Linked DNA regions of Gossypium hirsutum: region 2 is linked to region 1. Evidence: chromatin contacts called from public Hi-C data. All regions are on one chromosome and are shown on one strand. Each heading gives the region's core, a stretch centred on a gene start, on an enhancer-like site or on the middle of the called end of the contact. The rest is flanking DNA. Distances are from core to core; before and after follow the strand shown. Region 1 has its middle 10 kb from the start of LOC107903662. Region 2 holds the start of LOC107902277 (disease resistance protein At4g27190).

Evidence for each region. A called contact is a pair of places that touch in the nucleus more often than the background predicts.
Region 2: a Hi-C map of seedling shows a contact between it and region 1, with 1.8 times the contacts expected there. The contact joins the promoter of LOC107902277 here to the enhancer-like site in region 1. A contact is called at or near these places in 2 of 34 Hi-C or Micro-C datasets (leaf and seedling).

What each region holds. Positions count from the first base shown.
Region 1 is chrD05:57,751,482-57,759,392 of Gossypium_hirsutum_v2.1, reverse strand. No RefSeq gene overlaps it. Among protein-coding and RNA genes, the nearest start is that of LOC107903662, 10 kb to the right of the region's middle. Within about 2 kb of position 3,987, at least 1 of the 9 cell types and tissues checked has an H3K27ac peak or open chromatin away from gene starts, as enhancers often do.
Region 2 is chrD05:58,006,861-58,014,771 of Gossypium_hirsutum_v2.1, reverse strand. LOC107902277 (disease resistance protein At4g27190) reads left to right here and starts at 4,567. Exons shown (of 4, transcript XM_041092266.1): 1 at 4,567-4,921; 2 at 5,040-5,078; 3 at 5,191-7,911. The coding sequence starts at 5,237. The coding sequence ends at 7,492.

The DNA of each region.
Region 1 (7,911 bases), core at 2,738-5,237:
ATGTGCTATGAACACATACAGAAGTAAGTGAAATATGATGTTGAATATAATATGATTTTCCTTTTTAAAAGAAAGGAAGATAAACGCGCTTTAACGTGTTTGAATTCACTTATCCTCCTACGTTAATAATAATACTGATTCTAACCGAACTAATATTCATTCCATAATAACATTAGTTTGTTAATATTTCCATGCTATGTTAATTTATATCTAGCATGGATTACCATGAATTCAACAAATTAATTAAAACTTTAAAAATAAATAAAAAGAAGAAAGTGGGGTTTAAGTGTGGGATAATACTAAAGAAATGATGAAGATAGAAATTAACATGCAAGTCGGCTGAATTGAACTGACCAGATGCATGAAAGCGGCAAAACAATAATTCTTTTCTTATGAGATTTCATCATTTGATTGAAGGTGACAAATGTACATATAAAAATGTGTGTATTTTCCTTTATGTTGGTATTATATTCATGCATATATCCTTATCATATCATATAATATTTTATTTACGTTTTTGTATAATATTTCGCTTTAAGCATGTTCTTCAAATTTAAAACTAGAAATGGCTAAACACTGGTATGGAAGAACACAAACTATCGAATCCAATTAGGTAACTTCCACATGACCTTGTCTTTATCAACGCTACTAAAGCGACAATTATCAACACTTACTTTATTCTCTTTTTGAGAGGAAATTATATTTTCAGTAATATTGACGGCTTCCAAACGTAGGGCCTAAATTAAGACTACTTTGGTAAATACACAAGCGATGTGATTAGTTTCGATAAGATTTTAAAAAAATAGTGCTATAAAATTAATTATTATAGTAATAATGAGACATATTTTTAATTTCAATAAGAATTATATAGTTAGTGGATTCAAATATTTTGATTATGAATCCGCATCTATTCTTTGAATAAAGCAATTTGGATTTTGATAATGGATATCTAAAGTATTTATATGTATATGTTCCGAATCTACGGTAGACAACAAATTTAAAATCTGAAATTGAATAATATTTGAATCCACACTAATCAAATCCGCAAAAAATAAATTTGTTGTCTAGAAATATCTGAATTCGTATTTTGAATTGTTATGCCTAGTATAAACGAGTCGAGAGTTGTAGGTTTGAAGATTCGAACCATCACTTTACTTTTAAAATTTGAATTTCAATTGAAATAAAAAAAATTTTGAATTTATGTGATTCAATTAATGTATATTATACATAAACACCTCACTCGAGTATTTCACAAGGTCAATTACTTTAATTAAGTAGAGATGGCAAAACCTCGATTGTTCTGTGGCTTATCTACTTTGAATTGAGCAATTTTTTGTAAAGGGTGTATGTGAGGCAAGGCAAATGGGTTTTTTTTGGACAAGGTGTATAAAGCATTCATGGTAATTGCTTGTTCTACTATGCTCTGTTTGCTATATAAAATTATTGTTTTAGTTTTGTTTATGTATAACTATTAAAAGGGTCAAAATATGAAAAAGAAAATATTATAGAAAAAAAACCTTATGTTTTATGTTTAATTTTTTTTGAAGATTTATTTGGAAATATTTATTTTCCTTTAAAAAAACGAAAATGTTAAAAATAACTAGCAAAAATCAAATTGAGGTCGGATGAGATGGGATGGGATGGGGATGGATGTAACAACCTGAAAGTCAGTGGTGTCCAAAAAAATATGGTTTTGAGACCCTATTTTCGTAAATCGAGCTCGTAAATATTAAATAGAGATATTTGCAGAGTTATTATATAAGTGAATTATATTTTAGATATTCAATTTAGCCAAATTATGGTTAATTAGGGCTTAGGGATCAATTTGTAAAGTCCAATCGGTATAGATTTTTAATTAGAAAATAGCTTGAGGACTCCTCACAAGACCAAACGCCATTGAAGGGAGTTCAAGTTTTTCAAGCTTTTAACTTCATAATTAGGTATGGAAATTAAGTCATTTTCTTGTAATTTTTATATTTTTGATGTCATGGGAGTTTAATTTAGCTAGCCCATGTATCAATTTGTAAATCTATTAAGTTTTGAAAGATGCAATTGTTGAGAATTGGAGGTTTTAGGTGTTAAATTAATAGATTATAAGCTTGGATTTGAAAATGGATTAAATTGCAAATTTTAATTGATAGTTTCCTACATTATGGACCAAATTGAATAAAATGTAAAATTGGCTATAGAAATAAGAAATAGGAGGTCCCTAATGAGTAATAGTGAATTTGGAATTCAACTTGAAGCTTTAAATTGAAAGTTATGTTAGTTCTGATTTTAGGAACTAAATTGAATAGATTGAATAAATTGTAAAAATTTAATCAATTGATAATTTATTGTGAATTGGCTGATTATTGATACTGTCATATGTCCTATGTTAATCTGTAACTATCATTGACCCAAATTCATTTAGAGGGAAAAGAAAATCCAAAGCCTTCGACGAGTAGCTCGAAATTTCCACTTGTATTTCTATAATTCGAGACTCATTTAATTATTGTATATTCATTTTATTTTACATCATATATTAATACCAATAATTACACTTACCAATAATTACACTTACCAATAATTACAATAAGACTTTCAATATTAATTTCATAATTTCACTTACCAATCCTTACCGAATTTGAGAACGACTTACGAATATGAGTACATCATATTCAGAAGCCCAAAGGCTGCACAGAAGCACATAGGTGCTAAGAGAAACCCATAAGGATTGAACGGGAGCTCAAAAGTGCTGAACGAAAACCCATTAGGGTTAAACAAAAGCTCAAAAGAGATGAACGGAAACCCATTAAGGTTAATCGGAAACTCATATGAGTTAAACAGAAGCTCGTGAGAGCTAAATGGAAAGTAAACACGAAAGTAAGCAACAAATGCTGAACTTCGGTTTACTTGGGTAATTTGCCGTCAATTCTTCCTTTACTATCTTTCGCCACAGAACGATTGTACTCAATCCCGCGTTCCACTCGTTTTGAATATTCAATTCAATTTCATAATTTTAACAATATTTTTTTTATTTTCAACAATAGATATGAATAAATACATAATATCATTCATCAATTTAATATATAAACATTAAAGTTTAACCATACGAACTTACCTAAATTAAATTATAAAATTTGTAGTAATTCAAGGACTATTTTTCCAATTTTCCTTTTTCACGATTGTCTACGGGCTCTTGATACGGAGATAGAGCTAAAATATAAAAACTAGCTTTAAGAGCTCTTATGACTATTTTTAGCTGAGAATTGAAGAAGAATATTCTTTAGATTTCAATTTATTTAAGTTTAATTTCATAAAATTTAAAATTAGTTCACATTGTTTTATTATTTTTTAACTCTTACGCCGCCTCAGCCATTTCTTTGTGGCTTATTTACTCTTTAAGTCCTTCCTATTTACCATTTAAGTCATTTAATTACTATTTCTTTTAATTAGTAAGTTTTGCATTTTTTTTAATTTAGACCTATTTAATTAATTAACTATCAAAACGTTAAAATTTTCTAACGAAACTTTAATACTACCTTAATGACACTTCGTAAATATTTATAAAAATATTTACGGCTCGGTTTATAAAGTCGAGGTCTCGATACCTCGTTTTCTAAACCACTTAACCAATTAAATCCTTATTAAACACAAATTACTAATTCAAAAATCTTCCTAAAACCACGTTTGACTCGTAAATACTAAATAATAAAATTTATGAGCTTACTCGTCGGATTTGGTGGTCCCGTACCACTGTTTTCGACTCCACTGAAAATCAGGTTGTTACAGAGATGTTATTGTTGCAGCTTGTAATCGACATCTCTAAAAGGGATCCTATCAACAACGTCATTCGTTGCTTTTCAATTTTGAAAGGTATATTTTCAACCTTTGTTTCAACCCGATTCGTTCCATGTACATGGATCCTTGGTTGACGATCGTTGGAATAATATTTTTGCTGTGCCATGGAATGTACCGGCGATCCAACAGTTCTAATCAATCCCCTTTAGCCCCTAAACAGTTCTTTTAAGCCGCTCAAAACAATTCCTAGATCCACCGTCGTGAGTGATGTTTGTCGCCCCTAGGAACTCCTTTTGTTGGTTGCCAATTTGAGCCATTATTTGCTTATTGGTGTTGTGGTTCCAGCCCTCTTTTTCTTAGTTTTACATGCCTAAAAATAATCCCTAATCTGCCCCTAAATCTTTCTTTTGGTGCCATACAAAAATAACCCTTGTTGTGGTCGATTATGGTATATTTTCAACCTTTGTTTCAACCCGATTCGTTCCATGTACATGGATCCTTGGTTGACGATCGTTGGAATAATATTTTTGCTGTGCCATGGAATGTACCGGCGATCCAACAGTTCTAATCAATCCCCTTTAGCCCTAAACAGTTCTTTTAAGCCGCTCAAAACAATTCCTAGATCCACCGTCGTGAGTGATGTTTGTCGCCCCTAGGAACTCCTTTTGTTGGTTGCCAATTTGAGCCATTATTTGCTTATTGGTGTTGTGGTTCCAGCCCTCTTTTTCTTAGTTTTACATGCCTAAAAATAATCCCTAATCTGCCCCTAAATCTTTCTTTTGGTGCCATACAAAAATAACCCTTGTTGTGGTCGATTATGGTGGTGTGTCATCCTTAGAACCACCATTATGGGGTGTTGGTTTTTCTTCTTTTTGCCGCTTCTCCAACAAGGTTAAGATTTATATTTCTTCACTCTAATCAGCCTCTGATCTTATTTTTTATAGGAGTATTCGATTCCAATAGTTTGGAAACTCGAATTTGATTAATTAAGAAGCGTAAGTGCAGTTGGTTGCAAGGAAGTGTGTAGTTTTGTTTTCATTTAGAAGGGGATGTGTTGGGCGGTTGTTTTAGGGTTTATATTCATTTTAAGTTACTAAATTTTAGTATTATTTTAAAGGTTGGTGTTGATCTGAATGTCCTGGACCAATATTGAGGTCAGTTATCGTTCGTGCCCTCGTTTCGCATCAAATCAATATGAGTCGTCGTAGAGATCTTGATATAACCTATCATAATCTTCGTATCATCACATATCCCATACAAGCGTGCATATGACTCTATTGGCATGTTAACCGTATGCTAACATTTTACTAAATTTGTATGGGCAACTATCATATATATTAACATTTTCATACCTTGTATCATTCACATTTGCATATCATACCCTATAATCGGTAGGCTTAAATGAATATATAAAATTTTAAAAAATGAAAAATATATAAAATTATTAAATATTATATTAAAGTAATATAAATATTTTTCAAAAAAATTAGCAGACCTAAATGGGCTTGGATTAGTCATTGAAAAATATGGACGAGCTTAGATAAAATTTTAGGCTCATATTCTGAGTCGGATTTGACTTGGGCAAGCATAAAGTGTATTAGTATCATGCTTAAACCCGACTCGACCCATGAACCGCCTAAGGTAACGATATGAAGAAAGCCATCAGATTGATTGAACCTCGAACCAGTACAAATCAGTTGCATCGACTGAAAAACTGATTGAATCGACGGTTGAATCAATTTTTTTTGTTATTTTTTAGATATTTTTAATATGTTTTAAATATTATTAATTCATCAAAAAAATTAAACTGATGAACAGATAATCTAATTAATTCAACTACAAATTGAATTCTAAAAACATTAATTATAAGAAAACATTCCCTACTCACTAGGTTCCAGTATCTTTACGTTTCTATCAATGAAGTTAAATTCTAACCTAATAAGCCTCACCGCAAGAATATTCTAGGAAACCAAATTTATAAGCAGCCAGACTTTGTCGATGAAGTCAAAAAGTTATGTTCTTTCTTCTAAAAGAATAATTATATTTTTGTAAATTTATTTTTTTAATTAAATTTATTATTAATTTAAAAAAAAAGTTAAATCACCTATTTTAATAACATTAATTTTTTAATGATGTTAATATGATAATCCACATAGTGGTTTGTGTGTACTTTATATTGATATGACATAATTTATCTTATATGTTACATCAACAAATAATTTAAAATTTATAAAAATATTCATAAAATTAAAAATTCAAATATAAATATAAATATAAAAAAATCATAAAAAAAAATCAAGTGCACATGGATTGTCATGTGTGCTGTCATGTTTAAAAAATTTAACATTTTAGTCAGTATTTCAACTAAAACAATAATTCGACTCTTTTTAAAAGGTTGATTAAATTCAACTCTTTTTAAAATGTTAGTTCATGCATTATCAATTATTCAAAGAAGTGAAAGTGGACTTCTTTCTTAGATATTTGGATCAAATTTAAATTTTGAAGTCAATATTATTAGGAGAGCTTTACATGAATATCATTCCTAATCTGAACAAAATTAAGCTTAGACCGTAAAACGGATGTGAAAAATTGTGATTATAAAAAAAATTGAACAAATAAAATGCTTTGGTAAAATGGGATTAATTTTTTTAAAAAAATTCCAACTCCAAACTAAATGATGAAATTGTTTGGAGGTATTGTTGTGTAGAGTACTTGTGAAATCTACCTAAAAATTAAACAAAGAATCTTTCAAGCTTCTACATTTTGACAACTATGAGATTTTGAAGGCAAAATATGATTTAATTTCCTGTACTCGACAACAAAAATTCTGGGTTTGGGATTTCCAAAGGATTAGATGTTGAGAATCTTATGAAAACAAAGGTTGGCTATTTGAATCTTCCTTCTCTATTATCCAAATATTCAGGTGTTTGTCACTTTTTCCTTCTTTCATCAATATTCCACATAATTGTGTACCTTTTGCCTTTTGAAGTTTCAACAAAAACAACCCAAAGGATTTCAATAATTTACACAATTGTACCTTTTTCCATTTTGTCAAAGCAGAAAACGACCCAAAGGAGATCATATTCATTAGCATGATAACATGAATGCCAATTCCCTACCCTCCTACCTTTTTGGTGTTGGAAAGTTTTTGTTTAATAGACTCACATATTATTATAATGGGTTAATGTGTAAATATGTTAGCTAAAAATTGAAATTTGTCATAATATTTTAGTTTTATTGATATTTGTTTTTATACTTTTCAACTCAAGTTATACTTGTCACTCTATTTTTAACTTTATGTTGAATTTTATCACTTCACTTTTGCTTGTGTGAATTTTGAAATTAAAGTTTGATTATGTTATTATATTTTACTATTCATTTTTTATTTTAAATAATTTGAAGAAAAATTTAATAAAAATATTTTTTAAATATTTTACTTATATAATTAACGATAATAATTTTATTAATAAAATGTTAAAGAATAATAAAAACTCTTATTTATAAAAATAAAATATCTTTTTTTTTTAATTTTTTAAGTCTTTCATCAAATGAAAACTAGAAGTTATTAATTTATTAATTTTTAGTTCTTCTATAAATTAATTTATTGTTAACTATTAAAATAAAATATTAAAATAATATTTTTCCCTTAAACCATCAATATCAATATCAAATTATAAATTTTAATAAAAAAATAAAAGTTGGTGGCAAATTTTAGTAAAATTCAAAGTTTAATGACAATTTTCAGTCATATAAAAGTTTAATGGTAAATTTACCAATATTTTTAAGTATAATGACGAATATCAATCATAATAAAATGTAGAGGCAAATTTAAATGTTCACTTATAGTAAGGTGGCAAATTTGCACCATAACCCTATAATATAATTTTATATAAGTTCGGTGTCAATTACAGGAGTCTAATTATCTAACTTAATAAAGTATTAATTATATTAGATTATGTGATATCCACGATGTGAGTGAAAGAAAAAATATATATATTATCTTTAAAATTAAAATTGTTAACATTTTTTTGGATAGTGGTTCAGACTTCTTTATTGTCACCTTAAGTTCCAAAGGTTAAAACTTTAGTACAAACATTAGTACAAATGAACATGTAAATATACTTTTTG
Region 2 (7,911 bases), core at 3,318-5,817, 250 kb before region 1:
ATGCCCTATTAACTTATTAGACTAGATTGGATACAAATGACATGTCATAGGATTTGTAATGTGATGAGAAGATTTGTAGTTTGCCCGAGAAGATGATTTTGTTATTATATGTTTCGGTTTATCCGAAAAGGCATCTAATGCCTTATTGGTGTGTTTGGGAGGATATGATATACTGGTGTGTTATGGAGGATTTATATTATTCCGGGTGTGTTAGGTTGGATATTCTAGTGTGTTTGGGTGTAATCCATGTATCTGTCAGAGTCCGAGCCTTGTTAATAGAGTAAATAATTGAAATGAAAATTTGAAAATGAGATTGATTGATTTGGCACTATTTAAAAGTACGAGAAAGAATGTATGAATTAAAATATGAATTGAATTAGTATATAAAAAATATATATGAATTTAAGATTTATGAAGTGATATATAATTATGTATAATTAGTTTAAATGATTTTTTAAAAAAAAAAGCTTATGGTTGATGTTGTAATTTATTAATATTAAATAGTTTAAATTATAGTAATACCACTGAGTATGAAATACTCAACGTACAGTTGTTTCCGTGCGTAGGTCATTAGAGTTCAAGGTCCAATTCAGCATCCAGAAAGATCTCGACTCCAACAAGAAAATTTTGGTGATGTATTTCTTCCTTTTATTTAAGTGGCTAGTGTACACGAGTCATATATATGTAAATATATATATGCTAAATGATCTTGGTTGTAAGTAAATGGTTATGGTCTTTTTGATGATAAATAGGGTTTAAAGTTATAAATTAGTAAACTTAGTATTAAATCTTGAAATGGAATGAAAGATATGAATTAGTTTTTTTTTTACATGTTAACTTTAACCTTTATAATTAAAGTAGTAAATCAATTTATTAAGCATGATTTAGTAGCGTTCTAAGGTATAAAATCTTTGATTGAAACATTTGTATTGGTTTTTTTTTTGTTTTAAGTTCGCAAGGGATTTTATGTAAAATAAGCAGAAATACTGTTCAAAAAAAGATTTACGAAAATTTTTTTTGGAATACTCGAACAAGTTCCATTCTACTTTTAATATATGTTTTGGGTTTCGAAAGTCCATTATAGGGATTTAATTATTAAATTATACTATGAATGTTATTTTAATTGTAAATTATTCGTAAGTTGTCTGATAGGTCCGGTAATGCCGTAACCCTGTTCTGGCTACGGTTTGGGGTTAGAGGGTGTTACAATGGTCTTATTGCACCTTTAGTCCTTCAGCTTTTTAATTATTTTTCAATCCAAATTTTTTGTTTTTTAATTTCTACCCTATGATTTTGATTTTGTTTCAATTCAGTCCCTCTCTTTTCTTTGCATGTTACAATTTAGTCCCTTATTTTATTTTTATCCTGATTTCTCCCCTAAAATTTTACTTTAGTTTCAATTTAATCCTTCTTATATTTATGCACTTATTTTATTATAATTTAGACTCTTAATTTCATTTCAATGTCGACTTAGTCCTTATTTATTTAGTTTCGACCCTTTCTTGATTATTCATTTTTATGTATTATTATTATTATTTATTTATTATTTTATTTGATTTGATTTATTTACTTATTATTTCCTTTTTATTTAAAATTTATTTGTTTTTTATTTATTGTGCATTTTATTTATTTTTATTTTTTTATCTCTTCTACTTTTGCCTTTATTGTCGTCATTATTTATTTATTTTTTAAAATATATTTTCTAAATTAGATTATTTACGTTTTACTTGCACATTTATTGTTCATATTAATATTATTATACATTCATATTTTATTATGTTTATCATTATCATGTTATTATTACTACAAATTGATATCGCACTGCCACTTACTAGCACGACATTTTTATTTTTCATATATCATTATTTTTTATATATACTTCATTTAATTTTATTATGACCGCAATCATGTCACGAATCTTGTTTGAATAGATTTTCCGTTTTTCGTACGATGCCCGAATAAATTAAATATATACTATTTTAAGTGTTACACTAATTTTTACTCGATGCATAAAAAGGAAATTTTTAAAATTATGGCAATGTTCCGCATTTGGAGATTCGAGAAGTCGTGCGTTAACTTATGGGGTTTGACGTTCTCTTTGAACCTAGATAGCTGATCATGAACATCTCTTTCGAAATTAAAACACTTGAGATTTGAATAGTAATTAAATAAAGAGAAAACTTATTTTCGAGGATTCTAGATGGCGTGTCCTAACTTACAGGATATGACCTTTTTGTTACCTCTAGATAAGAGGACATTTTACACACTTTTGATTTATTCAACGGATTTTACTTAAAAAATACATTAATAAAAAGAGGGGGTCGTATTTTAAACTCTTTTCGAATTTTTAACTTTCAATCTTAAGACATTAATTAATCACTTAGGTACCAATTTTGGATTTTACGAGGATACTAACCCTTCCTCGTGCGTAACAGACTCCCGAACTCATTTCTTAGATTTTGTAAACCAAAAATCGTCGTTTTAGTAAATTTAAACTTTTATTAAAATGATTAAATTACGAGGTGATCTGATTACACCTAATAAAAAAAGATTGATGACGACTCTCATTCTCGTCATTTTAAAAATAGAAAGTTGATTTCAAAAAAAATTCAACATTATTAATAATTTAATGATTTGATTGTAATTTAGCCATAAAACTATTGAGACTATTAATGATCATTGTTTAAAATTTTCTAAAAAGTGATGTATTAATTATATATTTTATCTTTCATACATTATTTTGATTACGGAAAAAAAAACCAAAATGACAATAGAAGATGTTATGTAAAGCTCAACATTTTGTTGAAGATACCCAAATCCATGATTTGGTATGAAATTTCAAAAAACCATATTCTTATTCCTTTTTAATTTTGAAGGAAAAAAACTTGTTATATAACATAAACATTGGAAAGTTATCTCTAGAATTTGCAATATAATAGAAAATTCACTTTAAATAAAGAAAACTCATCTTCATTTCTGATAGCAAATGAAAAATAAGAAGAAAAAGAACATATTTTCTTGAAAGACGCTTTAAATGAAACAAATATGAAAAACATAAATGTATAATTTTGCAAAGGTAAAAAAGTGAAAACTGACCCAAAAACTTTCACACTTTTCTAGGTCGTCTCCTCTCTTGTCCTGTCAAGTCTTTAATTGCAAAATAAATGCACAGCCAAGTTTAATTGTGATTTTTTATATATAATTTTGCTATATATTTCTTGATCTAATATTATCTTTTTCTGTTTTTCTTGAACTAAAACAGAGCTGAAAAGACTGTTTGGAATTTTCTTATCCACACTCAAATTCTTGGAATCATTACTTCAATTTGAAGTGGTAAGTGGGTATATTTTCCATTTACTTGGGTCACAACAAAATAATATATGAAAATATCTATGATTAAATTGAAATCCATGTTTTTTTAAAATATATTAATCAAGATTTATTGATTTTCAGGCGGGAACATATTTGTAGTTTGTATATCTATGAATTAATAAAATATATCTTCAACAAAAAAAATGAAAATATCTATGATTAAATTGTAATTTTCTTAGTTTCGTTTTGATTCTAAAAAATAAAAAAAATTTAGTCTTAATATTTACATTTTTATAAAAATATTGTGAGTTGAATTTGTTAAATCATGACTAAATTGATAGAATGTGTTAACTTTGACAGCTAAATCTGTTATTATACCAGTCAAATTTATGAAAATTGTCCTTATTCGGTCACTTTTGAAATTGATAGGGATTAGATTGGTTTGATTTTTTTATAGAGATAAATTTATTCAATATCAAAATTGAGATGGATTAGAAAGGTTGTTTTATCCAGTTTAATCATTAAATGATATGTTAAATCTAATGTGACATAATAATTTAAAATAAAAATTAAAAAATGAATATTATAAAAATAACTGTTTTAAAAACTTTAGTTTTGAGGTTTTCGAAGTTTTTATGGAAGTTTTATGTTCACTTTTTAAAAAAAATTTAAGTTTTACTTAATTTTTGTTTTTAATTTTAAAAGTTATGTAACATGATTCTATTTATTTAAAATTTTCATTTTAAATTTAGCTATGTAAGATTGATATGTGATTGTAATAACAAAAGGACTCGATTGATATAGTACCGATAAATTGAGAATATAATTAGAATAATCTAAAGTTTGGGGACCAATTGAAATTGATGGTCACAATTTAAAGATGCTTGATGTAATTAACTCTTTTCTAATAGAGCAAACCAGGGTAAAAATATGACCCAAAGACTCACCTTTATGTAAGTTATCTCCTATCCTGTCATGTCTTTGTTGGTCTTAATTGCAAAATAAATGCAAACCAAAAGGACTTGATATGTGATTTTAAATTTAGCTATGTAAGATTTGATATGTGACTGTAATAACAAAAGGACTTGATTGATACAGTATCGATAATTTGGAGATATAATTAAAATAATTTGAAGTTTGGGGACCAATTTAAATTGATAGTCATAATTTAGAGATTGTTGATGCAATTAACACTTTTCTAATAGAGCAAACTAGGGTAAAAATATGACCCAAAGACCCCCTCCTTTTTGTTATCTCCTATCCTGTCATGTCTTTGTTGGTCTTAATTGCAAAATAAACCAACTTCATTAATAAACACAAATCCTTTGTCTACAAGAAAACTCAGTTTTTAGTGGCGGAACATTGTAGAAATTGAGGGGTCATACTGAAATAGTAAAATTTTCCGAGCGGTTGAATTTTCCAGGCAGATAAACTTCAATTTCTACTTTGTTTTTCCCCCCTTTCTTCAAGTTCCTTTCTTTTTTGTGTTCAGTTTTACTTACTTTTGCTAAAAAAAAAACCAACCTTCAAATCCCTCCCTTTTGATTGTTTAGAAGTAAGAATCTTCTGATCCCTAAGTGTAGTTTGTTTTTAAAAGTTCCCAAGTGAGGTAAATCTATTTATATATGCTTCATTTCTGTTTTTTATATATCAATTGAAGTTGTTCTATATATTTTTTTGATCTGATCTCATCTTTTAATGTTTTTATGATCTCATTGTGTTTTCAGCTGGACTGAGTTGAAAGAACAACACATTGATTCTCATAGGTTGAGTTGCCTTTCACCATCCTTCTTATGGATAAGAAGTAGTGTCATAATCTTCAAAACACTTTTTGATTCTTTAATTTTTTTTATGGTAATTACTTATGATTCACTGCAGTGTTTGAACTTGGAACATCATATTCTTCAATTTGAGCTTGTCAAGCATGGGTTGCGGATTTTGTGAGGCTGCTCTTTCTAACACAGTTGGAACACTGGTTGTGGGCTGTGTGGTGAAGCCGGCAGGACGTCAACTTGATTATGTCCGTCGCTTTCATGACAATGTTGCAAAGCTCCGAGAGAAAAAGCGTGAACTTGCAGATGCACGAGATCGTCTACTACATAAGATTGAGGATGCTAAAAATCGGCTTCTACAAATTGAAAATGATGTACAGAACTTGCAATCAAGGGCAGATGAAACACTGTCGGATATGGGAACTCTGGAGGAGGAAATCCAACTGAATAAGAGGTGTCTCAATTGGTGTCCTAATTGGAGTTGGAGATATCAATTAAGCAAGAAAGCAATGAAGAAAATCCAGGATATCTCTAAGCTTTTGGACAAATTTGGTCAACTTGGACCAGTCGGCTACTCTGCTCCTACTGCCCTTCCCACTATAGATTTCCTATGTTCTAAGGAATTTGTGTTTTCAAAATCTTCAGAGACTGCATTCTATCAAATCATTGAAGCCTTAAAAGATGAGAATATCAACATGATTGGGTTATGGGGGATGGGAGGGGTGGGCAAGACCACCCTGGCTCGTGAAGTTGGAAGTCAAGCTCAAAAACTGAAATTGTTTAACAAAGTTGTGATTACGGTTGTGTCTCAAAAGCCAAATTTTGAGAGAATTCAAGATCAAATTGCACAATACATAGGCTTTGATATGAAGAATGAACAAGGAAGAAGATCCGAGCAAGAATTATGGTTACGACTGAAGAATGAACCGAGGATTCTTATCATCGTTGATGATATTTGGGAATCTATCAACTTAAAGGAGAAGATAGGAATTCCAATTGGGGATGATCATAAAGGCTGCAAAGTTCTTTTAACAACACGCTGTCAACAAGTATGTCAAGCTATGGATTGTCAAAACATGGTACAACTTGGCTGTTTGAATGATGATGAAGCTTGGACTCTGTTTGAAAAGAAAGCAGGTCTAGATGACTTTTCTGATGATTCTATTAAAATCCTAGCACATCAAATTGTCAAAAAATGCGGGGGTTTGCCTATAGCTATAGTTCCGCTGGGAAGTGCCTTGAAAGGTAAAACCCATCATGAGTGGCAAGCTGCATACCTGAGACTCAAAGATCGTAGATTGACTGAAATTGAGGATGTTAATGAAGAAAATGCCTATGTATGTCTTGAGGCGAGCTTCGACTACTTGAAGAATATGGAGACCAAGACATGTTTCTTGTTGTGCTCTTTATTTCCTGAAGATGATGAGGTTTATGTGGAGAACTTGGTAGGATATGCATGGGGACTGGAGTTGTATAAAGGCATGGACTCAATTAAAGATGTTAGAAGTGAAGTGCTTGCATCAATTGAGACCCTCAAGAACTCCGGTTTGTTGCTAGATTGCGGAGAAAGGCATGTCAAAATGCATGACGTGGTTCACCAATTTGCTTTGTGGATAGCATCTTCAAGGAAGGAGATTTCTTTTGGGACTGTTGAAACACTCCCGATGGATGAAAGTTTCAAGCATTACACAGCAATCTCCTTCAACACTGATCAAACGGATGAACTGCCTAAAGGAGTGGGTTTTCCATATCTCAAACTTCTTTTACTTGGTGGCAATCGTTTCATGGAAACTTCAAGCGAATTCTTTGAGGGTATGAAGGCATTACTAGTTTGTGCTTTGAATCATCTGTTGATATCTCTGTCTACATTTCAGTTTCATATGAACCTTCAGACTTTGTATTTGATTGATTGTAAACTCTCTGACATCTCAATGCTTGGGAAGCTGAGGACACTTCATATTCTCTCTTTAAGTCGATCTGATATCACTGAATTGCCGACTGAAGCTGGTGATTTGGAAAATCTAAGATTGTTGGATTTATCGTATTGCTATGAACTACGAAGAATCACTCCTAACTTAATACGAAGATTGTCCAATTTAGAAGAACTATACTTGCATGGTTGTAGTTCATTAAAATGGGCGACTGAGAATTCAACTAAAAGGGAAAGCTATTCCAGCCTATCAGAGTTGAATTTATTGCCAAAGTTGGTTGTAATATCATTGGATATTTCTTCTGAACATTTTCTAGATGGCTTTGTGTTTCGTAGATTATGGAGCTTTGATGTTTGCATTGGCATAAAAAGAGAACGGCGGTACCTAAAGAGGGACCTTGAAACTTGTCCAATCTCAAGATCTTTGAGAATCGATAAGTCTGTAGATGCAGGCAAGCAACTATTTGAATATGTGTAATCTCTTCAATTGAATAAGGTGGAGGGTCACCCAAACCTTATTCCGAGCTTGGACTTGGGATTTAGTAAGTTGACTTCTCTAGATCTTCGATGGTGCCACTCTATGCAATGCCTAATTGATGCATTAAAGCAGCAAGTGCCAATCACTGCACTCTCTAATTTGAGAAAGTTATCGTTAAGTCATATGTTTCATTTGGAAGAGATGTGCAATGCTCCCCAGCCGCAAGGTTTTCTACAAAAGCTTGAAGAGGTTATAGTTTCAGATTGTGGTGAGATGCAAATGTTATTCCCAATTACTGAATTGAGGAGCATAGAACAAGAAGGGTCCGGTCGTTATTTAAGCCTCCAAAGTCTGAAGGTTGTTGAAATAGAGAGATGCAATAATTTGAAATATATCTTCCCAATGTCAGTTGGTAATAG